Linked DNA regions of Mus musculus: all the other regions are linked to region 1. Evidence: chromatin contacts called from public promoter capture Hi-C data. All regions are on one chromosome and are shown on one strand. Each heading gives the region's core, a stretch centred on a gene start, on an enhancer-like site or on the middle of the called end of the contact. The rest is flanking DNA. Distances are from core to core; before and after follow the strand shown.

Region 1 (3,781 bases), core at 865-3,364:
GGGGTATTTTGTCTCCTTGTAGGGACAATGGATTCTATGGGGAAATCATTACTTCTCACCGGACACTCAGCCAGCAAGTCAGAAAGTCCTGGGTGGTCACTGAATCGCAGTTCCGGGCTCCAGCTGCTGAGAGCCACTTTTGGACAGTGAGGAGGGTCAGGGGTGATGGTTGAACCAGCTCAGCTACATCCTCCAGGGTTAGGTACTTTCCTGCAGGGATTCAGAAGAGGCTCTCGTCCTCATTTGAGGCTTTCCTGGGTTGTCTGTCTGGACCTCAATCAGAGGACATCAAAACTTCCCGAGGAGGACTGTGTAGGGCTAGGCATAGTGAGAGTCAAAGGGAAGAAAAGGCTCGAGAGACATGAAACGTCATGGCCAGGAAAAATGCACAGCATGTGTTACCATGGTCACAAAAACTCAAGGACGTTAGTAAACTTTCAATATCCCATTTTAAGCTTATCTTCAAAAAGATTTCCCCAAACTTTTGGAGCCAGTTATACAGAACCTTCTAATTTAGCTCAGCTCTTCATCCTTGTTGATTTTAAACAACATAACGGTGAGTCATTCTTTCCTGCATATGAGGAGCTTCTTGGGTGCTCTAAGGATGCCCCCCCCTCCTCTCGCCTCCATTCTACACACACACACACACACACACACCCTTGCCTCACCATACAGGACTTTAAGCAGGGGAAGGATTCACTCCAGCCTGAGCACCATAGAGAATACTCTAGAATAGAGAAGGGACTGTTCTGGGGAGTGGGGTGAAGGAGAGGAAGCTTCAAACCAGTCCGGGTACTGGGCAGTAATCCAGAAAGAGAATAAACAACTGAGTTGGTAGCAAGAGGAATGGCCAGAGTGGATTAATCCAAAGACAATTTAGGACTTGAACTAGCAACAGAGGAGGGTGTGGCAGTGGCTATGAGAGTGGGGTAAGGTCCATGACTTGATCATGCACACACACTAAGTGCTAGTCCTCCATTTGAGAGCTGGTAGGGTAAGTGAACATTTCAATCTAGATCTGATTATGAATCATGTGTTCTTAAACACAGCTAGCTACCCCACACCCACCATCTTCCTGGCACTTGAACCTAGGGTTTTTCATATGCTCCGTAAGCACCCACCCTATCAATGAGCTAGCTAGGCCTCTAAAAAAAATTGGTTTTAATGTTGACAATATTGCTACACTGCCCAGGCATGCCTTGGATTCAAAATCGTCCTGTTTTAGTCCAAGTAGCTAGGATTATTACCTCATGCTACTAGGCTTAGATTTGTTCTTAGTTTTAAGACTGAAGAACTCAGGTGGAAATTTTGGTGTGTGTGTGTGTGTGTGTGTGTGTGTGTGTGTGTGTGTATGAATATGGCAGTTATTGTCATTTGTCTGTCATACCAGAAACATGGCCCTACATGATCTGCACCAGCCAGTGCCTGCCTGGTCCTGCCTCCCACTTCCTGCCCCAACTGATAGGCACCATATTGAGGAGAGCTAGGATCCGACACAGCCTGCACCAGCTCCGAGAGTCTTTCCAGGTTCCGCTGTTTCAGCGCAAAAGTGAGACTCAGCTCTTCCTCGGGATCCACGCGGCCCAGGGACACCCAGCCTGGAGGCAGCCTACAGGGTCAGGGACATGATTTGATTAGGCCATAACGAGAAATCCAGATCATGGAAAGTTTGGGATTAAGAACTGAGACTTTGGGTCGAATCCTAGATGCAGATAAGGATCATAGGAGATAAATGACCAGAGATTAAGCCGAGGGGGTGTCGAATAAGGCTACAGAGTGGGTACTAGGAGCAGTTGAGGATGAGGAAAGCTAGGACCAAGCGTCTGCAGAGACAGGCACCTGTAGTACTAAATCAACTCACATCCACCGCTGGTCCGGCTCAGGGTTGTAAGTGCATTTGCCGGCGATGACGAGAGCAAGGAGCCCTAGGAGGCTGCAGGGACAGCAGGTGGGTTTCATCAGGAGCCGAACCCTCATTGTACTCCTTCTACAACATGTAATCCCTCTAATGTAATCCCCCTTAGCTACCCTCCCCACCTCAGTTTCTCACCGGGCTTGGAGTCCCATTTTGGCTTTCAGGCTGATCTGTAGTCATGTGATAAGTCACATGAGCATGGTCTGGCACCTCCCCCATCTCCCTGCCTAGTAACTAGTGACGTTGCTGACTCCTCCCTCCCAAATGAGCTGTTCTGAATGCTGGGGCTGCTATTAGAATTCTATGCTGTGTTGAGCATCTAAGCCCAGGGCTCCTCTTCACCTGCTGCCCAAGTCTGTCTGTCTCTAAAGGAATCATAAAGGAGTGGGCTCTGAAGCCCCATAGGTATGGGCTGCTCCTGGCCGTACAATATTAGAAAAACAAGCTCTCAGAGCCTAGGTTTCTTCACTTAAAATTCAGTGACTGTTACGTAAAAGAAATGTGCCTCATACTTGGGAGTAAAAGTGGACATTGCAATAAAGCAAGCCTATGGAGCCAAGACTGACCTGGCAGACTCAACTAATGTGAGCTCTTATGAATGTGGACATTTCATGTTTCCAAGGTGTGTGTGTGTGGGGGGGGGGGGTTGGGGATTTCTTCACTTACCTACTCTTAATAATCACCATATCTTATTCCAGACCCTCAGGCTTAGGACCCTAGACTGCTTCCTACTCTGTCAGTCTCTGCAGGAAACCACTGCAGTTCAAGTCCTGACCATGTTAGAGGGGAAAGCAGCAGAGATCCCAAGGCTAGGCTTCTGAGCTCTCAGTGCCAACCCTACTCCTACATGTCCTGTTGTCCGCCCTCCCTCTGGGCCTCCTTGGCTACTGTGCCAGGTATCCACAGTGCTACGCCAGTGACTTCTGGTTACCCTGACAGAACAGAGCCAGAGGCTGGATACAAACTGCAGTTTATTAAGGCTCCAGAGTGAGAATTGGCACTTGTTCTGGGCAGGGGCAGGGATGTCAGAAGAACCCAAAAGAGCTGGGCCCAGATTGGAGGGACCTCCCCATCCCCCTAACCCCCAATAAATAAAGTCTCAGCTCCATCGCAGGGCGCTGGTGCAGGGCAGGAAGTCTTGGCTGAAGAGAACCCAAGGCTGTTGCCTCATTCTTATTTCTCTCCACACTGGATCTGGCCACAGGTCATGACCAACAGGCCCTCTGTGGTCCTAGTGCTGAAGGAACTGCAGAGAAATGTGGGACCTGTCCCAGCTATAAGAGTTTAAGGTGGAGAGCAGGGGACTGGTGGTGGCCTCCCCATAGTCAGTCATGGTCCGAGGCTGCCCAGGGCAGGCTGAGAATGGGGCCTGCTTTGGGGACACTGGACGTGTCCCAGGTCGGGGCCCAGTTAGGGCCACAGCTAGATGCGCAGCTCTGTGTCATCCGGAGGCTCCAGGCCAGACTCTGTACTGAGTGCTGAAGCTGAGGGGCCCTGGGCTACCCCGAATGGTGAGACAACGGGAGAGCGAGCAGCCAAAGGAGACAGTGAGGGTGAGAAGCTGGGGGACATGGCAGCTGAGGAGAGGGAGCCTTCATGGCTGATAGGGGAGCGGTGAGAGGCTGGTGGGAAGATGGCCCGGGCTACAGCTGTGCTTGCAGGCTTTGGGGGAACAGACTTGGCTCCTGGGTGTGCCACAGCAGTGATGAGGGGTGGTGGGTCAATACGGGGAGCTGGAGGACACGGACGAGCTTCATCCTTGAGCCGAGCAATCTCTGTGAAGACACTGGCCAGAGGCTGGAACTGAGGGCACCAGCTCAACAGGTAGTCCCAGTTATAGCTGCCACGGAGCTCTTCCTCACCAGC
Region 2 (3,781 bases), core at 711-3,210, 2.0 Mb after region 1:
GAAAGAGAATGGGGTAATTATAAGCTGGGAAGCAGTTGAAAATTCTCCAGTGGACATATTAGAGTTTATCCGGGGCAGGCCAGGCCAGGCCAGGCTGGTCATGAGTTAGCTCCGAGAAGCAAGGGAGTGCCATGATCAGATGGGTGTGCTAATGCCATTGGTCCTCTGGGAGTTTAGCACTGAGGTTTTCCATAGGGCCTAGGGCACAAAGGATCAACTATTTGAAGCTACTCAGGTTACCAACACTCACTGCATTCTGGGTGGTACTTTTGGAGGGAAATGAGACATAACAACATTCGTGGATGTGACATGGGTAAAGCTTGGACCCAAATAGAATTAACGACCTTTATGGCAGTTCTTCGGATAGGAAGCAGTTGTTATCTGAACCGAAGTAAAGTTTGGTTCAAGACAACAGTGTTGGCAGGTCACATTGGCAGTGCATGTTGTAATCCCCAGGGTCTGGAAGGTAGAAGCAGGTTTGAAAGCTTGAGGCCGATTTGTACTGTGTAGTGAGTTTACAGGTCAGCCTAGTCTTTGAGATTCTGCCTCAGGGAAAAAAACCAAAAAACAAACAAACAAAACAAACAAACAAACAAACAACAGGGCTGGAGAGATGGCTCAGTGGTTAAGAGCACTGACTGTTCTTATGAAGGTTCTGAGTTCAAATCCCAACAACCACATGGTGGCTCACAACCATCTGTAATGACATCTGACGCCCTCTACTGGTGTGTCTGAAGACAGATATAGTGTACTTACATATAAATAATAAATAAATCTTAAAAAAAAAAAGAAGAAGAACAAACCAACAAAGATAACATTGCTGAGTGTTGCCCCTTTCTTGAGGGAGTTTTCAACCAGAGATCCCAGAGTTAGAGGATGCGAGCTTAAATTCCTGCCCTGCTTACCACCTGTACAAATGTGTATGCAGAAGTGATTTACACATCCCTTCCTCAGTCAGGCAGCGTCACTGACTTCCCATCCACAATGCCATAGTGAACACTCATCTGTAGATCTTCCCACCCCGGAGCTCCCCAGTCTCATCTCCAGTGCATGTGACAGCTAATCTCTGTTCCACCTCAGTGGGCAGTCTCACTTTCTGCCTCTACTGGATTCCTCTCTGCATGCCTTCCTGTTTCTCTAGTTTAACCTCCTCGTCAGAACAGGACGCTCATGCTGGCATCTGCGGTTGGCACTCAGCGTTTGTTCTCTGATTCTTACGGCCTGTGAAGCCTCGGAGGCTTGCCACTTCCTCCTCTGGCTCCCCACCTTCCTCACAGAGAAATAGATGCTTCTCTCGCTTCCTGCTCCTCTCTCCACTACCAGGGAAGCTGCCTCCACGTCAGCATCTCTGCACCTTCCACTCCCAAGCTTGACCTGTCTACTTGTGACACCTGTATATGAGCTGGGCACATCTCATGGAGGTTCAGATGTCAGAGGAAGGGGATGCCAGGATATACGAATAAGAGGATAATATTGAGTTTTAGCCTGGGAGGTAGCTTGCTTGGTAAAGTGATGAGCATGAGGACCTGAGTTCTATCTCCATAACAAATGTTTAAAACAAACAAACAAACAAAACTACCACCATCACTACCATCAACAATAAAATAACTCCCCTCGCCCCCTAACCCCACAGTCCCACATGTAGTCCTAGCAGTGTGGGGTGGAGGCACGCAGATGCCTGGGGCTTGCTGGCCAACCAGCAAGAGACCTACCTGTTCTAGAGGAAAAAACAAATTAAAAAACTAAATAATATACCTAAGGTTGTCCTCTGGCCTACATGTGCACATGCAAATGCACACATATGTACATTGCAGTTTCTTCTCTCTCATGTCTGAAACTCCCTGGCCTTCATTTTTAAACGGGCACAACACAGCCTTTCCTGGATCCCAGACCAGTTTAAAGCACAAAGCTGCAGACACGGAGCCTGCTGGCTCCAGACAGCTGTCGACAGTTGCTGCTGGCCCAGCCCCCTCTGCATGAGCCTTATCCAGTTTGGAGCCTTCTTGCTTGCTCCTTATCTGTCACAGCTCTGACATTCTCTCTCTTCTCTTCAGGAGTTACTGCAAGAGCTTAAGCACCTCAAAATCAAGGTGGAGGAGCTGGAGAACGAGCGGAACCAGTATGAGTGGGAGCTGAAGGCCACCAAGGTAACCGGCAGTAGGAGGCACCCGAGGAGGGTGAGGGGTGGGGCCCCTGCTGGGAGGGGCTTCGCTCTCAGGCTTCCCTACAACAGAAGTGTGGAAGTGCAAACCAGCCCCACACAGTGGCACCTAGGCTGTAGTGCAGTTCTGCTGTAAAAAGGTTCCTCATGAGGAGCCTGGGAAACTGAAGTGAGAGCCGCTGAGGTTCCCCGGCCCTACCTCCTTCCCCAGCAGCATCCTTCTGTCCCTGACTTAGCCAAGGAGGTTCTTGGGAGAGTGGGCGAGTGGGCTGGCAGGTGAGTGACAGCAGAACTCGGGAGTGTGACTGTTGGGATTGCTGGAGACACCTGTGTAAACTCAGCAGTTCCTGTCATTATTGGTTTTCTAGAAATAATAATAATCATGCATTTCTCAAACGATAAAGCTTGCTTTATTTATTCAACCAAATCATTTTTACTGTATTGGGGAGCTTGTTGTATAAAGGACACCGAAAAGAAATTCTTTAGTGGGATATTGTTTTCTTCTTTCTTGTAAGTTTCTCCTCATTGAACTGCAGGGGTTAAAAGTAGTGTTAAGTTGGGTAGGTATCTTGGGGCACTTGTCATCCCAACATACCCACAGCATATTGAATCAGGAGGGTCACTTGCAGTTGGAGGCTATCTTAGACTACATAGTGGGTTCCAGGCCAGCCTGAGCTAAATAGCATGCTTCTGTCCCAGAAAACAACAGTACACCAAAACAAACAAACAAAAATAGAAAAAAAAAGATTTAAATATTTTTGTCTGTGTGTTATGTCTTAAAAATGTTAAATTAGTTGTCAGGTGAACAATAGGAAACATAGCACTAAAACTAGTTAAGCTATTTTTAGAGTGTGTGAGGGTGGGATGGATGGAGCACCGATGTTTGGGTAGCATGTGCTCTGGCTACCTGTGGAGGTCAGGGACTTAGGAAGTGGGTCCCCTTGAGTTGTCAAGTTGGGGAGGCAGGAGCTTTTGTCTGTTGAGCCATCTTGTCAGCTCAGGAGTCTGTTGTTTGAAAAATATATAATAAATTCCAAAATGAATAAAAGATCACTGAATCTCCCAATACAGAGAAGAGACTGTTGGAGCAGAAGCAAAGTTCTGGTCACTCTGATCTGCTCACTAGCATTGTGTGGCTGTCACATTACCGGACTGTGCCTTCTGGGGAGTGACAGATAGTAGGATTCAATAACAAAGGGCTTCACTTGGGCATTAGGAGGAAGAAGGAAACTCTAGGTCCAGTTTCTCCTGGAGGAAGCCTGGGACACTGCCACTTAAGAGAAAACACTTCTGCTTTTCCCTTAGGTCCTGTAGAGCCATTCACAGGTGACACCTGGTGACGCTTTGCAGGCATTTCAGTGTTCAGTGTGTGTTCACATTTTTGTTGTTGTTGTTTGCTTGTTTGTTTTTACTTTATTTTTCACTTACTCACTTTATATCCTGCTCACTGCCCCCTTCCTGGTCGGTCACTCCCGCCCCCAATCCTTTCCCCTTCCCTCGGTTCTTCCCCCAATCATTCCCCCATTCCCCTTTTGTAACTCTAATTCTAGGGGCCTGACAAGCCTTACTGGCTTCTGCCATCACTGCCGGCCTGTGGTGCATAATTACACATGTGGGCAC
Region 3 (3,781 bases), core at 506-3,005, 1.9 Mb after region 1:
CGGGATCCAGTAGAGGGGGCAGACTAGGGACAAGCAAACATCATAGAATCTAGTAACCCACTATAGTTAGTGATGACTTTGAAGAGGCTCCTGGGTCGGGGGTAAGGGGGTGGTGGCAGAGTGATTTAACTGGCCTAAAGTCTAGATTGAAACAGAAGTAAAACTCTGATTGTTTTTGAAGTGTGTGTCTGTGCACCTCGAGGCCAGAAGATGATACTGTTAGATCTCATGCTGTCTCTCAGTTCTCCACCTTACTCCTTTGAGGTAATATCCCTCACTGAACCTGGAGCTCATGGGATTTTGGCTAGGCTGGTGGCCAGCAAGGTCCAACAGTTCTCCTGTCTCCACTTCACTCCTGCTTCCCAGACCTTGAGTTGTAGGCATGTGCTCAGCATTGCCTGGCTTTTTAGATGAGTCCTGGGGGTTTGAACCGAGGCCGTCATACTTTCATGGAGAGCTCAGTTTACCCTCTGAGCCATCCCCTAGCCCCTCACATTTCAGCTTTTATGACTACTGAAACTCTTTTTTTTTGGTTTTTCGAGACAGGGTTTCTCTGTGTAGTTCTGGCTGTCCTGGAACTCACTCTGTAGACCAGGCTGGCCTCGAACTCAGAAATCCGCCTGCCTCTGCCTCTGCCTCCCAAGTGCTGGGATTAAAGGCGTGCGCCACCACGCCCGGCTGACTACTGAAACTCTTACTGTATTATTATAAACATGTATGTAGCACAAAGGGCTTAGAGTGCACAGCAGATGTTTGTTAAGAGGAAAAAATTGTGGCCATGAAGATCTGACCCAAACCACAGGCACCTTCTCGGGGCAGTGGAAAAGTGAACGTGTCTTCAGCTGTGTGTGCCAGAGGCATGACTCCAGTCCTTGGCCTGCAGTGCATTCTGGGTGGTCATTTGGGCCTTTCTTATGTTCCTTTCCAGCCTGAAAACATTTGGTTATTGTTCCTGTGGCTTGTTTGTACGGATCTTTATAGACACTTCTTAGATGTTCTGATCAGAAATACTGCCTCTTGTTCTCTTGAACAAAGGCGGCGGGGGGGGGGGGGTTTAATTAAAACTTTCAGGAGTGGGAATTAACAGCCTCTAACTGAACCTTGGTCTCTGGGCTTAGTTAGACAAAGCCATTTAAATGATTTCCATATTCTTCTGCGCATTCAAGGGCTGTTTATAATGCTGAGGAATTAGGAAAGCTTCCTGCTTTAAAAAGTGCATTCTGTACTTTTATTCCCACACGTTTTTTAATGTATGCTGACTACCTAGGTGGCCCTCACTGCTCTGTGGACAATCACATTATTACTGAATGAACTGGGTATCTGAGATGAGGTGACTTGCTTGAGATGGCAGCCTGGCTCCTAAAACTACCTGGTCTGTCCTCTTGACAGCTGAGGAGGGGGCAGTAGGAACTCTGAGAATGAATGTGGAAGCCCCCGTAGCATATTAGGGTTCCTCTGCCTTGAAGTTCAGTTGGACAGTGGATGGGTGGGGCCCAGAGAACCTGCAGCTTTGAGTCTCAGAGCTCCCACACCTGCCCATGTGTTCAGCTGTGCAGGACATGCAAGCTCTTTCAATATAGCCTTTTTAATAGGTAGGCTTATATTCTTATTTACCTATCATTGTGCATCTCCCATTTCACCCATATCTTCTGGTCTTCAGTTTCTGTTTTTCTTATCCCACCCCACCCTAGTACATGCCTCTGGGTCAGTTTATTCTTGTATTCATCTCTGTCTTCACCTTCCTGGAGGCAGACAGGTGGTGGATAGAAAGCCAGCCTTTCTACACACAAAGGAGACTCACTGCCCCTTTAATCCCAGTACATCTCACATAGACACGCCCAGAGCCGCACATCAGCTCTTCCTATGATAATCCTGGTTTTAACCACAGTGGTTTTAGAACTGACTGCCTGGTTTTAAAAATTACCAGCGCAAGCAAATCTAGCAAGGGAAGTCAGAATTCCTTTGTAATTCAGTATTATATGCAAATTGCAGGAATTCCTTCCTGTAAGTCTGTTTTCAGAGTAAACTTCAGGGATCATGTGAGACAGATGCATTAGCAAGGCTTTTGGTTACAGAGAACAGAAACTCAGTTTGAACTAGTGCATGGACTAACAGGAAGGCTCTGCTTTCAGACATAGACAGGGAGAAGAGCATCCTGGTTGTTTGGATGATTAGTTTCTCCCTCCATCCCTCTCTCCCCTCTCCTCTTTCTCCCTGCCTCTCTCCCTCTCTTCCCCCCCCCCCCTTTTCCTCTTTCTCTCTTTTCATTGACTCCTTTCTTCTTTCCTGGTTTGTGTGCTTCCCCTTCCTTTTCTGTTCTGCATGCTCCTTTATAACTCATGACTCCTGGCTTCAATAGAGGTGATGCTCTTGGCCCACATTGGACAAGTGATGATTCCATGAAAGCAGAGTTGAGAAGGATCCTCAGCCAAGAGTAATTAATCCAAGCTTTCTTCATTTCTTTTCCATAGCAAAACAGCAAGGGCGAAGTTGCATAGTCTGAGGTTTTTACAAATACGGAAGGTTTCTTTTTGGAGACCTAAGTACTCCTGATAGATTTATTGCTGACTAAAAATGCAGTGTTCTACAAGATGTAAAAAGCCATTTTATTTTTTGTTTGCCTTCAACTTCAGGCTTTCTGGGCAGGAGGAACTTATCCAGAGTAAACATGTCAGAGCTGGAGAGGTGGCTCAGTGGTTAAGAACATTTACTCATGCAGACCTTGGTTCTATTCTCAGAACCTGCTTAGCAGCTCATGACTGTAACTCCAGTTCCCGGGGACCTTGACACCCTCTTCTGACCTGTAAGGGCACCAGACACACATGTGGTACACTGACATATGTGCAGAAAGAACATTCATACACATAAAAAGTAAATAAGTTAAGTAATTCTTTAAAAAAGAAAAAAAGAGTAAGTATCTTAGCTCTCCAGGGACAGATATGAGGGGTTTAACAGGAACCTGTTTGGTCAGTGTTCTTATATAGAGACCCAAATGTCTCTTTATGCAGATACTGCTCCTGCTGGAATCTTAATAGCCAGTTATGTCCTTTTTGGACACACATAAGCTTTTCTCCATTCCTTGACTGTTCATCTAGTAGCTGAGCCTGATCAACTATCAGGATACATCTCAAGATCCCCAGCCAAAAAGAAAAACACCGGGCTGGTGAGATGGCTCAGTGGGTAAGAACACCCGACTGCTCTTCCGAAGGTCCAGAGTTCAAATCCCAGCAACCACATGGTGGCTCACAACCATCCGTAACAAGATCGAACTCCCTCTTCTGGTGTGTCTGAAGACAGCTACAGTGTACTTACATATAATAAATAAATAAATCTAAAAAAAAAAAAAAAAAAAACCAGCATCTATGGCACCGCATCTTCATGAAACCTGTCATACTGGTGTTTGGAAACAACCCACCCTTAGGCTCAAGGTGTGTGTTTGTTCAGCCCCAGTGGTAGTTGCCAATCCTATAGAAAATGAGATGACCTTTAAGAGAAGAAGCGTGTTGCTCCTGTTCCCAAGGACTTTGGACCAAGACTCCCGAGGCTTAGGGAAGGTGTTGAAATGATGGCTCTCCTTTTTGTCTTGCCTCTGAGAGATTTGAGGTTCTGTTTTTGTTTTTGTTTTTTTTTAAAGATTGTAAAAATGTTGTTTTATGTGTATATATGAGTGTGTGCACCTAAACTTGTACACCGCATGAGTATAGGTGCCCATGGGGGCTAGAAGGGGGCATCAGATTTCCTGGATCTGCAGTTACAGGAGGTAAGCTTTTAAATATTGGTG
Region 4 (3,781 bases), core at 616-3,115, 1.9 Mb after region 1:
CTAAGCCAAGTTTCAAGCTCTCACTTCTAACAGTGATTGCCATTATTAAAAGTTACCCCCCCATATATACATATATAACATACAACACATATATATGTTTAGATATCCATATGTACATATGTATAGTGTTTTGCCTGCTTGTATGTCTGTGTGCCACATGTATGCTGCGCCCATGGAGGCCAGGAGAGGGCATCAGGTCCTTTGGGACCGACCGGAGTTAATAGATGGTCAGTGTGAGCGTTGGGAATTGAACCGGGTTCACTGTGACAGCCGCCAGTGTTAGCTCTTCACCCCCTTAATCAATATTTTACAAATCAGTATATGGCTCCATGTTTCTGGTTCTCTGGACAGCCGTTTCTTTTATGTATACCTATATGAATTATACTTTTGAATATTCTAGAAGTAATTTAAATTCTCACTTAGTTGGTGGTTTGTACCTTTCCTTTTTCAGAATTAGCACACCGCTGAGATCATTATTATGTAGGAATCTTTGATGCACATCTGATTATATTTTCTTAGATTAGATTTGTAAAATTGAAATTTGTTATTAAAAAGGTATGAATAGTTTTACAGTATCTTGCCAAATTGCTTATTACAAAGAATTGGGCTAATTTGTGCGTCTCTGAACAGGTTCTGAGTGTTCACACTATCTGCTTGTCAACAATGATCATTGCATTTCCAACGTCATTAATTTTATTAGTGAAAACTGAATTACCATTCTTAAATGTTTTATGAACTATCCAGAAAACATTTTATTACTATATTTTAATTTCCTATTTGTGTTTTGTGTAGCTGTCCCAGAATTATCTGTGTAAAACTGTATGCCTGTTTTGTGTGGGAGAAGTGAATTCAGATAATTTTTTAACTGATTCATAAGATGTCTCTTTAGGAAGCATCTACTTCTGTTATAATTGTTATGCGTGGTGCCTTCAGTCTTGTTTTTTTTTTTAATGTAGCAGAAGTTAATTTTATATAGTCAGTGTGCAGCGCTTTGTTATATTTTGCTCAGTTACCATTGTGCTTACCAAATCTTAATCTAATCCAATTTTCATCTGTACCTTTATACTTACACTTTAATATTTATATATAATCCATGTCTCTAAAATTTTACTTATGTATGTGGTATAAAATATCCAAGACCACACCATCACATAAAGTTAGTAAAAACCTCTATATTTTCAGTCTCTCTCAGCCCAACTCATTGTCTAGTTCCCTGTATAAAAGTCTTTGCAGTTAGAGTGTGTGGCCTACAGGATGGCTTGGTAGGGAGAACACTTGCTGTGCACACTCATGTCCTGAGCTCAATCCCCGGGACTGAGTGGAAGGAAGAACACCAGCATCCCCAGATTGCCCTGATGCTGCACTTGTCCCATGGCATGCGTGTTGTCCACACTGACCTGTGTGCGCACACACACTTTAAAAACAGAAGGGGTGTGTATTGCAGGGTAATGATTGCTGAGCAATTGTGTGGAGATTGGAGGGCTTGCTGAGTTTCTAACCATTTTCTCCCCTGAGGTTTGGCTTGTGCTGTTCCTAGTCAGCTCTAAACTGGATCTGTAGGAAAGTGCTGAGCACGTACCAGGACATGGGTCCTTGCTCTGTCTTCTAGCTTCCCAGAGCCTGACTTGTTTGTGGATTGTGACCCATAATTCCCTCTGTCATACATTTTCAGAAGGCAAACTGGCAATCAGATTCTGTGGTAATTGTTTCCTTCTGTATGGATTTTTTCCTTCCCAAACTGCTTGGCAAGGATGATTTTGGCTTCTAAAAGTTAAAGGGACCAGAAATTAGATGGCCATAGTGACCCACCAGCTCTCATTTTCCAGGGCAGTCCTAACTGTAGGTGTTTTACCCTATTGGCCTTAATAATCCAAATGCCTTCAAACAGGATCCTTTAAACTACATTTTACAAATTATCTCTAATTGCTGAAAGCACAGACATCCTTTGTTAGACTGTGTGAGGTCAGTTTGGGCTTTTCTGTAGTTGAATGATAGGGTGTAGCAAGACAAAAACCAGTCCTATTTTAGACATACTAAATTAGAAGGAACTGACCCCACATCCCAGATCTCTGAGGGAATCTGGGCACTTACTTTGTTCTCTGTAGCTGTTCCCTTGAGTATTGTGTAGTCATTTGAACGATTTGCAATGCAGTATTTACTGGATGCTGGGAACTTAACTATGCCTGGCATAGACTCTGCTCTCAGAGTCTGCACAGCCCATCATGGGGAGGTGGGCTGTGGACATGCATAGAACCACTACAGTTTTAATATAGCAATCTCCCATTGGAGCATCCAGAATGATCCCACTTTGCTATAATCCATCACCACAATGAGTATAGTAATCCTTTAAAAAATTTTTTATAGTATACTTAGCTGTCCATTACTGTATCCAACTAACCCAACTAACTCAGGTCAACCTTTGCCTATAATTCCATGAGTGTGGTAATGTTCGATAGGGATGGCTCATGTTATGTGACCTGGGATGGCTACTTTGGATTTGGGAGGGCCTACGATGGCTTCACTCACAAGTCTGCCACTGCAGTGAGATGGCCAGTGACAGTTGGGGCTGTCTCCTACAGGGTAGCTGACCTTTGTTACAAGGTGGTTTGGCCCTGAAGAGGAAGAGCAGGAGCTGTCAGTCCTCTTAAGCCCCAGAGCCAGCATTGGCACAGTCCCTTAATCCCATGAGTGAATGGGAGGAGTTTGGAGTAGCCATCTGTGCAGCGTAACACTGACTCAGAAGGAAATAAGTACATTTGAAAAGATGAAGAAGTGGGTCTCGTTGACTTTGGTCACTGGTGAGGGCTGTCTGTGTTTTATCAGTTGTATTCATGTGTGACCTTTGTATACCAGGCTCAATGGGCTTTAGCTGGCTCTGATGGACCTCTCTTCCTACCATTGCAGGTCAGTATAAAGATGCTGCTGCCATGTTCCCATGGTGAGGTAGGAGTAAGCTTCCAGTTGAGAAGTTCACTGTCTATGACAACTTCTCGTCTTACCAAGGTCTCCACCTCTCTTCTGTTCCAGGCACTAAAACAGCTGCAGATTTTAGTGATGGTACCTGTGAGCCTGGGCTGTCTCCCCCATCCACCTGCTTGAACTCCATGCCTGTGCTCCATCTCATTGAGGACCTGAGACTAGCCTTGGAGATGTTGGCACTTCCTCAGGAAAGAGAAGCCCTCCTGAGCCAGGTCCCTGGCCCAACAGCTACCTACATAAAGGAGTGGTTTGAGGACAGCTTGGTGAGTTGGACCATGGTCTGATAAGGAATTGTGGGACTCGCAATGATGCAGCAGTGGAATGCCACCAGTGGCCAGAGCTGAGGGCTTCTCCCTGCATCTCCCAACCCTATCTTACTTTGCATATAGCTTTGGGTACATCACTACCGGGTGGTCCTCAGCAGGAGTAAGAAACCTAGTCAAGCTATTTAAGCTACTCGTTCTGCCTTCTTGTGGTCTTCAATAACTGTTCTGAGGTGAGGAATCCAGGGTCAGATAGACACCCCTAGAATTTTATGTGTGACTTACTGGATTCCCTTAGTGGAGTTTTAAACCATAACCTAAAGCCTGCTTGCTTCATTAGTTTCTGTTTCTGCCCATAATTCTTGCCATATAACTACTTTTTGTGCACTAAGTATAATTGAGATTTACTTGTCTTTTTATTTAGTTTTTTTGTGATTTCTCTTGGTCAGGTCTGGAGACTTGCTGGTCTGTAGGGGAAGGGAATGAGGGGTTAATCTACAAACTTGCTATAGCTTTAGTTTATCCAACTTCTTTCCCAA
Region 5 (3,781 bases), core at 472-2,971, 1.8 Mb after region 1:
CCCACAGGCAGGATATCCCTGTTAGGTGAAATTTTCGTTGGAAAGGACCTGTTCATTGCTGCTTTTCCTAACAGCATGAGGGCCCTGGAACACCTGCTTCTGTATCGTTCACGTGTGCTTTTCAGTTCCACTCTGGTTGGATTTAAATGAAGATTGATGGTGTCTCCATGACCCACAGAAATGGTTATTTATTATATTGCTGCACATTGGAATCACCTGGGGAGCTTTTCAAATTCCGAATATGCAGGTTATCCTCTCCAACGCCAAGAGATCAGACCCTCTGGAGATGGGAGGAGAGCGTCTGTACTTTTTTTTTTGTTTTTTGGTTGTTTTTTTTTTTTTTTTTTTTTTTTTTTTTTTCGAGACAGGGTTTTTCTGTGTAGCACTGGCTGTCCTGGAACTCACACTGTAGACCAGGCTGGCCTTGAACTCAAAAATCCACCTGCCTCTGCCTCCCGAGTGCTGGGATCAAAGGCGTGCACCACCACGCCCGGCGTCTGTACTTTTAAAGCTCCTTCCCAAACTGCACAGAAGCTTGAGAAAGCCAAGTTCATAAAACATTTTACAAAATAATTGTATAGTTCTGAGAAAATGCTGCAGTTTCTGGGGGCCTGGGGGAAGAAACTGCCCCCGTGGCCCCAAGCTACCAGTGGGATTTGGAACTGCCCACACTTGAACTTATATGAACTGCGCAGGCTCTGTTTCCAAAAGCCTCTCACCCGCTATTTTAAGGAAGTGAAAGAACCGAAGGGTGTCCTGCTGTGACACAAGTCTGGGGCCCCAATCTTCCTCTACTGGCTTTGCCTTTGCTCTGCTGCTGGCCATGTCCCCGCAGTGCTCACACACCTGTTTGCCACAGTATTTATGATCTTCTGTTCATGTGTGCAAGCCTCTGGTCATACCAGTAATTTTAGACTAATTTTGAAAAAAAAAAAAAAAAAAAAAAGACGAGTCGTGTCTGTCAACACTCCAGGTGTAAGCAACTGGAGTCCAGCTTAGTAGAGACTCCTGCCAGAGTCCCTGTATCCCTGCCATCTGAGGCCCTGGAGATTCTAAGCAGATAAAATGAGCAACCGGCCCTTGGAGGCCCGGGTAGGGCAAGCAGCTGTGGTAAAACCCAGGGCCTTATGCACGCTCGAGGTAGGTGCTGGGATTCGGTCTCCAGGTTTTTTTTGTTTGTTTGTTTTGCATACTTGTACCTGACCTTGCAGGGCACAGGAAGTGTTCTGTCTTCAGCTATTCACAAGACAGAACACCAGAGCTTTAACCACTAGAGGGACCTTCAGGAAAGGCGGGGGGAGCGGCGGCGGAGGTTGAGTTAGACAGATCTAAGAGTGACATGGAACCCAAATTGGGGTTGGTCTGGGCTGATTGGGAATGATACAGGTCTTAGACTACCCTTAATCTCAATGGGGTTACACAAGGCCCGCTGTGTGTGTGTGTGTGTGTGTGTGTGTGTGTGTACGCTTGCGCTTCGGTGCTCCTTTCTGCAATTCTCCGCACGCTTTCCTCGTCCTGCTGACAGATTACAAAAACTCTGGAGACCTGAGCACAGTGGGACACAAGGAAAATGCCTAGGGTCCTTTCTGCGGCCGGAAGAGTGCAAGAGTCCTAGGTGCAAGCAGTGGGCTGGACCCAGAGAGGGGCGTGGTCTCCCGGGAGGGGCGGGGTTTGAGCCAGCACGGGAGCTCTGCCTGGGGGCGGGGCTGACCAGGCAAGTCCCTGTGGAACTGGAACTGTGGCTCTTGGGTCCTCGCGGGCCACTGCGGTGCGGGAGAAGGAGGAGGGGTGGCAGAGGGGCGGTTCCTAGGGGGAAGGTCCCAGCAGCCAGAGAGCCACACTCCGGGACCAGCCTCTCTGGGATCCCCGCCTCCGTCACGTGGGTGCCGAACCGGGTCGGTGCTGGCGGGTCTGCCACTTGGTTGGCAGTTGGTCCTTGGGCCAGTGGCCTGTCACTGGGTTCTCCGCTCTTATGTTGGAAAGTGTGAGGGACACAGGAGCGACCTGCATACCTGAGCCTCCGAGAGAGAAGCTGCACTCTGGCATCCAGGTCAGTGGGTCTCCCTGCCTCGGCTCACCGCTATCCCGGGAACTGAGTACCCCCAGATCCAAGAACTACATGGGTAGTTGGGCGTCTGTGGTCTTTTAGACCTTCGAACGTTTTCAAGACTTGGGGACCCACTTATTTGTCTGGGAGACTGAGAAAAGGGAGCAACTCCCCTGGATTTGCTTGAGTTTTCTACCCGACCTCGCTCTGGATGTGCCACCTGCCCCGCGCTTCTACAGGTGGCAGAGTGGTCCCCAGGATACCGGGGTGTTCCGATATCTCAGAGTTCCGGGCGATTTTGACCCAAGCCTTGAGTCCCGTGAGGGCAGCAGTGGCATCAACTGGAGATACCTAGGTGGGTTTGTTCCATAGACCTTTGGTCCAGAGCGCTTTGGCCAGGAGCAGTTCTGTGCACTAATTGCTAAATGCAACACACTTCCCAAAGGCTCAAGGCAGGATTAGGGTGTGGGGATGCTTCTGTTTTTAAAAGTGGGTCCTCTTCCCTCCTTCCATCCTGACGCCAGACCCATACTTTTCCCTCCGATCAAAATAAGGTTATTATATGTTTAAAAACTAGAACTTCCAAGGTTCCGGTAGGATTCAAATAGGCATTCAGCTCTTTCTTAGAGCACTGAGATATTTGATATAGATCAGTCTTCCTCTTCATATTTTGGTTTTATTTCTGCCTGTGTTCATTTCTCTTGGTCCTTAATTGATTATATTGTAGACTGTAGTGTTTATTAGATTACCGAGTATTTTGTTAAGGTAAATGCTCAACTACAGGAAGGAAGTCAATTACAGACCTAATTAATCTTCAGTCTTAGATTACTATTGGTATACTAAACATGTTATCTGATTAGAAATTATTTCTTTCTTCACCAGCCCGTTTGTATGCATATTTACGTGACTTTGAAGTGGAATATTGTTAAGTCTTTTGTTGTTATTTTCATTTGGGATTTTATTTAAGGCTGATGGTGATGGGAACTGGTGATCTCATTTAGACCCTTGTGAATGCTTAGCTAGGCAAGTGCTCTACCACTGAGCAACAACACTCAGCCCTCACATAATATATTAGTGGTATCACTCTGAGGTTTGATGATGTGCCGATTTTAGTTTATTGCTACTATTGTCTGTGTTTTGGTAACTAAGGCAGATATGCTAAGTGGATGGATAACATAAGAGATACATGTAAGAGATAAAGACAGATGAAGGTTGGAACAAACTTACAGAAATTCTAGGGGTTTGTTTGTTTTTTTTCACCAGAATAAGGAAAATCTGGGTAGGTTTTAAGAAGGATCAATCTATATGAGGGATGTCACAGGAAGATGTTAGCGGTGACCTGGGCCATGGAGAGGTCTATAAGGCAAACTCAGTCTATAAGAAATGGCTACTGGTCCTTCTTGGTTCCTGGCCTGATTGGTAGACAGAACAAAATAACAACAAAACCAATGGTCCCAGCTGGCCCAAGGCCACAGACTTCAATGTATGGGATATTAAGCAGAGACTGACTGTGGTCTGCTGAGCTTATCAAAGTTAGAGTCCTTGAACTTTGACCTGCCCAACCCCCAGCCTGACAGAAATCTAGTAAACATTTGTGGAGAGAAAGGTCAGCTGACATTTTAGAGCCCTGTGCTTCAGACACAAGCTTGAGAATCAAGAGATGATCTTCAAAAGTAGATTTTTGACACTGTGGGTCAGGGGTGAAGTCTGGCATTCTGTATTTCTAACCTATTT
Region 6 (3,781 bases), core at 427-2,926, 1.8 Mb after region 1:
AGTTCACAAACCTCTTCCTATTCCATGCTGGAAGATGACTGACTTGATCTTGTGCAGATCTTGTGCAGGCAACCATGCCTTCTGTGAATTAATGTGTGCAGAAGTCCTATCATCTCCAAAAGATGCTGTTTTTCTCTAGTCCTCTTCAAAATCTGGCTTTTATAATCTTCCTGTTCCCTCTTTCCTGATGGTACTTGAGCCTTGGGGCAAGGCTGTGACATACATGTCCCACTTGTAGCTTAGTTTGCTACAGTCATTGATTTCTTGGTAGTTTGCTCACTTGTGAGCTTCTGTGTTAACCACCATCTCTTGGGAGAGAGATTTCTCTGATACTAAGGACTGCACTAATATGTGGGAAGAAAGACACAGATGTCCGAGGCAGTTTGGTTTTGGTTTTGTTTTGTTTTTAAATAAGGATGTAAGAGAAGTTAGCTAAAGTTCAGGCAGTTTTGGAAGGAGTTCAAAGATGGTTCTCTGAAACAAGAGCAATTGTTCTTAACAATAAGGAGATGGTGCTTGGAACATTACCAAGGATATAGGGAAGAACCAGTTAGCGACCAAAATCATATCAAAGAAGAGGAGAGAGGAACATCTATTAAGAACTAGGATATTCAAGAGCTACCAATAAGAAATGTTCAGATTTTAGATTTCAGCTACTTGTGTATGGATCAAATGCAAACTCAGGTCTTCTACCTCCCGACCAGGGCTCTTTCCATATTCCATAAATGCTCCAATTTCCCCTATTTTAAAAAGTGATTCATTAACAATGCAAAATAAAACAGAACAGAAGATGGAGGTGGGGTCCTGGGCCTGCCTATGGAAAAAGAGGTAAAGGTGGGGAGGCACTAGCACAGGAAACATAAACATGGAAGGTTTTATGGCTTTGCTCCAGCAACGGGATTTCTCTTTAGCTGGCCTGAGGGTCTGGTTTCCAGGCTGCTGCTAATGGGAATTCTGACACTGATGATGGGAAACTCGAGGACTTTCTCACAGTGGGATTACATTTCCTGATGACTCAGTGTCCCAAAAACCACTGTGTCAATCATTCATTCTCATCCTAAAAATTTTCTTCTGGGCCAGGAGAGATGGCTCAGTGGTTAGAAGCACCTGCTGCTCTTGCAGAGGACTGGAGTTCAGTTCCCAGGAATCATATCAGAGAGATTGTAACTCTGGACCCAGGAATCTCTGAGGCCACGTTCTGGCCACTGTGGGCCCCATATTTTCATGCATACATGTGTACATGAATTAAAAAATAAATCTAAAGAAAAAGGAAAAAAATTTTTTTCTTCTAAGTTCAATCCTGACAATTCTCAGCTGTTGGTCTGGGTAGCCAGGCCTGTGCCCACTGTACCCCTCTGCCCACAGAGCAATGCTGCCCTGTACACTTTTCTGAGATGGCATAGATCAGCATTCACATTTCCTTGCTATGCCTTTAAGAGCTACGAGAATGCAAGAAACAGAGGTGGGGTCTCCTAACAGAACTTCTTGGAAAAAGATCCTAGGAATTTCTGCCAGAAACTGAACTGAAATTCCAACACTGAGACCTTGGGGGGTGGCCTGTGTTGAGCTAGGCCTGCGATTGGACTGCACAGTCTATTAAGGAGGAGGGAACCAAAAGTAAAAGAGTTGGGGGAGGGGAGAGGAGAAAAGACCTCCCCTCCCCTTCCCCAACCCGTACACTCTGAACCTGGAAGCTGTAAGTAGCCATTAGCCTGGAGAGGGTCTGTGCATGGCCAAGCTGAGGGCAGCAGACACTGGACCCCCGGAGCTCTCTGCAACCAAGTGAACACGTAAGGCCTGCAGAGACTGGCTTGCCAACAGCTGGACTTGATCACCAGCTTGAAACTGAGATCATGCACCGGGTAGAATAACAAGCGGACTTTGTTCTCTCTGGCTATGCAAAGCGTTGTTTTCCAAGGAATTGCCACAGCAGCAGACAGAAAACCAGAGATCACCACCCGGACCCCTGAGTCGTTTTAGAGAACCAGAGTTCCTGGGAAGTGTGCAGGATGGTGGTGGCCCTTCAAGAAGCTTCTGCTTCCCTGGTTCTCTTCCTTGCAGCATTTCTGCCCCCACCACAACATGCCCAGGACCCAGCCATGGTACACTACATCTACCAGCGCTTCCAAGTCCTCGAGGTAGGTGACCTGTCTTCCCTTCACAGGGAGTATGCCTCTTGGAAGTCACTCTGCTGTGCCCCCACTTTGCTGTCAACTAGGGTGCATGTCTTCCTGATACAGAATGAATCACTGCTAAGATGACATTTACAGATGTGCATAGCCTAGCAGCTCAGATGCCACCTCCATTGCAGGCCGCTTGTACTTTCCCCTGGCAGTTTTTCTAACCTATAAAATGGACATAGTGATAGAATTTAGGTTCAAATGATACTCTGCAGATTTAATAAAGAGATTTCAAATTAGGGATGTTTTATTTGGGTCATTAATCCATACTCAGAACATAGCCTAACTCACTGAGTAAATTCTCAGGTTGTTGAACATTCAAAACCAAATAGTTCAGTCTTCAATGTATGAATTAGAACTCTAGTCATGTTTTCTTCATCTTTTACTATATAGGGATGCTAAGTGATTCCAGCTTTTCTCTTTTCCTTTTTATGATAAACTGTTAAGTGAATATAAGACAATGTGGTGTTACATATGGAGGCTCACCATAGATTTTTGCTTTTTATTCCTAACTGGACTTGGGTTTGGAAATGAGATTTCCCAGCAATGTTAAACAGAGTGAGAGCATTTGAGGTAGAACTTTGTTAGAACAGTCAAAAACCCAGGGTCGGGAACATGACTCAATTGGTAAGAACTAGCCTAGCGTGCAGGAGCCTGGGGTTCAAGGCTCATCACTGCAGAAACCAGGTATGTTTTATGATATCAGCTGTAACAGCAGTACTCAGGGAGTGGAGGCAGGAGGATCAGGGGCTTCAGAGTCATCTTTGGCTAAACAGGAAGTTTGAAGCCAGTTTAGACTAAGTGGGACTCTATACCAAAGCAAAACAACAAGTGAACAAAATTCAATATTTTTATAGGCCAGTCAGGTTTTTAGGAATAAATTTAATCTTCTACTTTGCAATGCTTTGCTCTTATGCAAGTTGAATTGGCATATTATGCATCTTCTGTCTATGACTGTCTTATCTCAAATATTTATTTTCTATATTTTCCTGAAAAAAAATCTGTAAGCCCAAATGATGGGGCCATCTATCTATAGTTTCAGTAAAATAAGGGCATGGAACGAACAATCCAAAGGTGGTTTTTCATACTGTCCATCCAGCAGGTGGAGGCCTGGAATCTGTAGATAAGGCACTCCCAGGCCCTGGGCCTCATACAGCACTTCTTGCTCCCTTCCTGGACATGCTGCCAACCTCACCTGCCTAAAATGCCAAAACTGTGCTCGGGCTTTGGCAGCAGCTAAACTCGTGTGCATTACCCCGTGGTCCTGCCAGAGGGTGTCTGCAGACAAACTGCCTTGCAGCATTTCTGCCCCCTGTAGCTCTGTAGCTGTGTAGATATGTTTGATCTGTAGAAGATAAAGATAGGTCCTTCTTTGACCATTAGGTTCTGGCTGGTGGTGAAGAGACAAATCCCAGGCAGCAGCATTTCTGGCCAGTGCAGAGGCTTGACAACACACGGATACAGGGCCTGTCTGCAAGGCGAATGTGGGGGAGCAAGAAAGGGGAAATAGAGACTTGTGAATTATTAATATCCATTGTCTCTCCATCTCTCTGTCTCTGTCTCTGTCTTCTCAACTACTTTTCCTGTCTCTATCTCTTTCT
Region 7 (3,781 bases), core at 760-3,259, 1.5 Mb before region 1:
CAAGCTAGCCTGAGGGCTCTTCTCAACTCCCCAGGTCTCCTTCTCCTCAGATACCCCTTTGTTTTCTATATAAAGATATGGTTCCTCCTCCACCATTATCTATCTTGCCATATCCACTATTCTCCCCTACTATTCTCACTATTCTTCTTATGTCCAAGACAGACATGGCCATGTCCAGTCTGTTTCTGCTCTGGGCTCGTAGAGATGCATCTGGATGTTCTCTCATACATACTTCATTACATATATATATAATATATATACACATATATAAAACAATATTTTATATTTGTATATACTATACATTATATTGTATATACTTATACTGTATATTATATTGTATATCATTATATTGTACATTATATTGTATACATACACTACATATGTCTGTGTGTGTGTGTATATATATATACATACCTTTGCTTTTTTGTGGTTCTTTACTGTACCCCTCACATACAGTGAGGACTACACTTATCTGTGGATATAAAAACAAAGTTTGGATTGTTTCAGGAATTGAGCTGGTTTTAGTAAAGTCGTGGTTGTAGGTTTTCCTTTAAGATTTATGACTTTGAGAGAGAAAGCTAGGCTGATTTCATGACAGACTTAAAATTGGTAGTTAAGGAGACTAGGCCTAAGAACTGAGCCAGTCCAGGCAAGTCAATTACCAATAGAAAAAATCCTAGGCTCCAGCCTTCAAGCCCAGTTAATGGAATGTCCCAACCACCTGGCCTGAAGCAAGGCCAATGGGTAGGCAGCAGTTTCCAGACTTCCTCAGTTACTACCTTGGTAACAGTTCCCAGACCTCCCCAGCAAGTTTCCTGCCCTCACACCCAGGTAATAGAATGTCCATAGAGATGGACCCAATAGATTAACATAGAGGTCCCTACCTCAGAATTCCCTAATGAGCCTTAAATCAGACCAGCAAGCTCTCTTGGGTGTCTCTATCTTGGTAATGGGAGACCCCAGCTTGCTGGACTTCTGCAGAAATCTATCTTTACATTTGCATACCAGTTGAGTTGGGTGTCATTCTTCTTTGAATTATGGACCCTTACAACTTCACTGGCACCATTCCCTGCTGCAGGCATGGTTTCCCTTTCTTGTTTATTGGGTAGACTTGATAATTCTTGAGGGGGGTGGGTAAGAAGAGAGAAAGAGAGAGAGACAGAGAGACAGAGAGAGAGAGACAGAGAGAGACAGAGAGAGAGAGAGACAGAGAGAGAGACAGAGATAGAGAGAGACAGAGACAGAGAGACAGAGAGAGAGAGAGAGGAGCACTACCAGCAGGGAACATGTGGAGAGGGGACAGGGGGAAGGAGAAAGGGCTCAGAGAGAACAAGGAGGGGCCAAACAGTCCCTTTTATAGCAAGCCAGACCTACCTGACTGTTGCTAGGTAACTGTTGAGTGGAGCCTAAAAGGAATGTAAATGTGCTAACCTGGAAGGGATTGGGGATGGAGACACTTGAGAAGGTCAAAGTGGACAAAGGTCAGTGCAAAGCTGCAGATTCTATTTTCATAACCAAAGGGTTATTGTTATTCACAAATTAAGCAAAAGACCGTGCTTTTTTTTTTTTTTTTAATGTGTTCCCATGTATTCCTGGGTTGTTGTTCCCCTAACTGAACACCTTTAAACATTAAGGAACTCAGAGACCACCCTCAGATGGTGACTAGATAAAAATACCGCTGCTGTCTGGCCTGAAAAAGATTGTAAGAAACTGTATAGCTTGCTGGGCCATTTGTTTTATTTTCGGCTCACACGTTAATAAAAGTTTCTCGTGTTTCTTTTGAGTTCGTGGCTGCCTTCTTGCTGAGTGAAATCTTCCCTTAACATGGTCTTTAACCACCTGATGTAAGTGACAGCCCTTAGCTATGGCCACCAAAAAGCTCTTCCTGGCTGCTGAAAACTTCTCCTCTAGCCTTGGATCACCAGAGTCCCTGCATTGCCATCTATTGGTGGCCTAGAGTTTTGCCAATACTTAGGACTCAAAAGTTTCCTCCTCTTTCCTGTATCCGCTGGTTTGGAGTTTCAGTTTCTTTTCTCTGCAGTCAAAAAGGGAGGGGCTGCTGGTTGGTTTGGCTGGCTGAAACCAGTCCCTGGCTTTTCCTCACCGCTTCTGTCTGGAGGAAAGATCTCCCCTTCCAGGTCGGAGGTGAGGGTCCAAAGGTGTGTGCGAAAGTTTGTCCAGGGTGGAGGGAGGGAGACCCTAAAAGGAGAGACTTCAGTGACGCTTAGGAGAGGCTTATTTGCTCACAGATCACAAACCGCAGTGATCTGAAGTTGAGAAAAAGAGTTCGTGAGGAATCGAATTGAAATTGAGCAGGAAGGTCTTTTTTTTTTTTTTTTTCTGGAGAAGCCCCTTCTTTTGCTGGGGCAAGCACTTCCTGTTTCCTTCTGCTCTGCTGCTGTGATACACCTTGTAAACAGGTCTGGAATCTCAGGAGCCCTCCCCACCCCCCGCGTCCCCTCCTCTTCTCTCCCTTCTCCTTGTTTCCTCTCCCCTCTGCCTACTAAGATACTGTAGAGTTTCAGGGGTTCAGTCTAAGAGGAGCCTCTATTCCCCTCCTTGCAGCCAAAGGGGCTATCAGTGACCTTAACATCCTGAGCCCTTGATTTACTTGAAAACCCGCCCCCGTGTCACTTTCTAACTATATGTACCTCTGAAGAGCCACTCTTAGGATTCCATGTTTACTTAAACAGAGATTTTTTTTTTAAATACGTATTTATTATTTATTTTTGAGGCCCGTTTCACCGCCTTACTGAGGTTGGTCCTGGAGTTCTGGGGTCAAATATCACCCTACCTCAGCCTCTTAAAGTAGCTGGGACTGCAAGCTTGTGCCTTCCCAACCCCCTCACCCCTCCACCTGCTTGTTTCTGTCTCAGTAGCCATAAGAGATCCTGGTGTCCTCACCTGGCTTAGGCCTTATTGATCATTCTTGCTTGCATCTTTGCACTAAAAGTTATATCAGTTCTTTTTTTTTTTTTTTTTGCTTAGATAGTAAACAAGAGTTAGGTATTGCTCTGGACAGAGCCTAGGTGTTCTTGGTAAGATATTGATCCTGAATATTTTCCATGTTAGGCTAATATATGGGCATTTTGCATCTTCATAGATGGTTTAAACACCTGCCCGCCATTGTCCAGTACTTTCACTTTTCAGAATTCACCACATCTCCTTTTTCTGAATCTGCACTGCAATGCTAGAGAGTTTAGTCATGGCCAAACACAGAAGATAATTAAGGTGTCTCTCTCTCTCTCTTTTAATTAAAAATGTCAATGGGAAAAAGCGTGTTTTGGCATAAAAAAGCATACTAAGCACCCATTCAATATTTATCTAATATGAAATAAATCGACATGCTTATACTCCAGCTAGGAATGACAATAAGAAGAACTAAGTAGCTTATAAACTATGCAGCTTTTGTTTTCAGACTAAGCAAACAGTTCAATATAATCTCTTTTACCTTATTTTGTTTTGGGTTTTGGTTTTTGGAAACAGGGTTTCTCTGTGTAGCCCTCGATGTCCTGAAACTAGCTTTGTAGACACAACTGGCCTTGAACTTAGAGATTTGCCTGCTTCTGCCTCCCAACTGCTGGGGATAAAGGTATATGGCACCACCTCCTGGCTTTTCAGTAGGATCATAAGGAAGTTGAAGCTTTAACACAGGTGGGCTTTCCTTAAATCTGAGAGGAAGATGTTCCGGAGGAGCTGCAGAGAAAGGAACAGGAGGTGGGTGGGCTTGAATGATGCTGCAGAGAGAATATGGCTGGGGGGTCTCCAAGGTAAAGAGAGG

Evidence for each region. Promoter capture Hi-C pulls out the DNA fragments that hold promoters and counts their contacts.
Region 2: a contact with region 1 is called in a promoter capture Hi-C map of second pharyngeal arch cranial neural crest. The contact joins the enhancer-like site here to the promoter of Tpp1 in region 1. A contact is called at or near these places in 10 of 39 promoter capture datasets (cranial neural crest, embryonic stem cells, frontonasal cranial neural crest and 6 more) and 2 of 115 datasets of contacts at active chromatin or transcription factors (astrocytes and stem cell-derived neural progenitor cells).
Region 3: a contact with region 1 is called in a promoter capture Hi-C map of cranial neural crest. The contact joins the enhancer-like site here to the promoter of Tpp1 in region 1. A contact is called at or near these places in 8 of 39 promoter capture datasets (cranial neural crest, frontonasal cranial neural crest, hippocampal neurons and 5 more).
Region 4: a contact with region 1 is called in a promoter capture Hi-C map of second pharyngeal arch cranial neural crest. The contact joins the enhancer-like site here to the promoter of Tpp1 in region 1. A contact is called at or near these places in 7 of 39 promoter capture datasets (cranial neural crest, frontonasal cranial neural crest, hippocampal neurons and 4 more).
Region 5: a promoter capture Hi-C map of pre-B cells shows a contact between it and region 1, with 8 times the contacts expected there. The contact joins the promoter of Ppfibp2 here to the promoter of Tpp1 in region 1. A contact is called at or near these places in 6 of 39 promoter capture datasets (cranial neural crest, frontonasal cranial neural crest, hematopoietic stem and progenitor cells and 3 more) and 1 of 115 datasets of contacts at active chromatin or transcription factors (embryonic stem cells).
Region 6: a promoter capture Hi-C map of liver shows a contact between it and region 1, with 8 times the contacts expected there. The contact joins the promoter of Olfml1 here to the promoter of Tpp1 in region 1. A contact is called at or near these places in 11 of 39 promoter capture datasets (cranial neural crest, embryonic stem cells, frontonasal cranial neural crest and 7 more).
Region 7: a contact with region 1 is called in a promoter capture Hi-C map of the C10 cell line, with 4 times the contacts expected there. The contact joins the promoter of Trim34a here to the promoter of Tpp1 in region 1. A contact is called at or near these places in 6 of 39 promoter capture datasets (the C10 cell line, cranial neural crest, liver and 2 more) and 1 of 9 other capture datasets (adipose tissue).

Annotation. Positions count from the first base shown.
Region 1 is chr7:105,750,121-105,753,901 of GRCm38.p6, forward strand. Tpp1 (tripeptidyl peptidase I) reads right to left here and starts at 2,115. Exons shown (of 13, transcript NM_009906.6): 1 at 2,051-2,115; 2 at 1,862-1,933; 3 at 1,470-1,609; 4 at 60-210. The coding sequence starts at 2,067. Dchs1 (dachsous cadherin related 1) reads right to left here. Exons shown (of 21, transcript NM_001162943.1): 21 at 2,869-3,781. The coding sequence ends at 3,338.
Region 2 is chr7:107,706,726-107,710,506 of GRCm38.p6, forward strand. It overlaps Ppfibp2 (PTPRF interacting protein, binding protein 2 (liprin beta 2)), which reads left to right. Exons shown (of 25, transcript NM_008905.2): 7 at 2,055-2,147. Among named protein-coding and RNA genes, the nearest start is that of Cyb5r2, 49 kb to the right of the region's middle. Within about 2 kb of position 1,961, at least 168 of the 459 cell types and tissues checked have an H3K27ac peak or open chromatin away from gene starts, as enhancers often do. A contact at or near this core is called in hematopoietic stem and progenitor cells and second pharyngeal arch cranial neural crest, where this site is marked.
Region 3 is chr7:107,673,611-107,677,391 of GRCm38.p6, forward strand. The region is part of intron 3 of Ppfibp2 (PTPRF interacting protein, binding protein 2 (liprin beta 2)); the gene reads left to right. Among named protein-coding and RNA genes, the nearest start is that of Ppfibp2, 80 kb to the left of the region's middle. Within about 2 kb of position 1,756, at least 5 of the 459 cell types and tissues checked have an H3K27ac peak or open chromatin away from gene starts, as enhancers often do.
Region 4 is chr7:107,649,991-107,653,771 of GRCm38.p6, forward strand. Ppfibp2 (PTPRF interacting protein, binding protein 2 (liprin beta 2)) reads left to right here. Exons shown (of 25, transcript NM_008905.2): 3 at 3,028-3,242. Among named protein-coding and RNA genes, the nearest start is that of Ppfibp2, 57 kb to the left of the region's middle. Within about 2 kb of position 1,866, at least 6 of the 459 cell types and tissues checked have an H3K27ac peak or open chromatin away from gene starts, as enhancers often do. A contact at or near this core is called in second pharyngeal arch cranial neural crest, where this site is marked.
Region 5 is chr7:107,593,330-107,597,110 of GRCm38.p6, forward strand. Ppfibp2 (PTPRF interacting protein, binding protein 2 (liprin beta 2)) reads left to right here and starts at 1,722. Exons shown (of 25, transcript NM_008905.2): 1 at 1,722-2,050.
Region 6 is chr7:107,565,757-107,569,537 of GRCm38.p6, forward strand. Olfml1 (olfactomedin-like 1) reads left to right here and starts at 1,677. Exons shown (of 3, transcript NM_172907.3): 1 at 1,677-2,138. The coding sequence starts at 2,010.
Region 7 is chr7:104,242,448-104,246,228 of GRCm38.p6, forward strand. It overlaps Trim34a (tripartite motif-containing 34A), which reads left to right and starts at 2,010. Exons shown (of 8, transcript NM_030684.3): 1 at 2,010-2,145.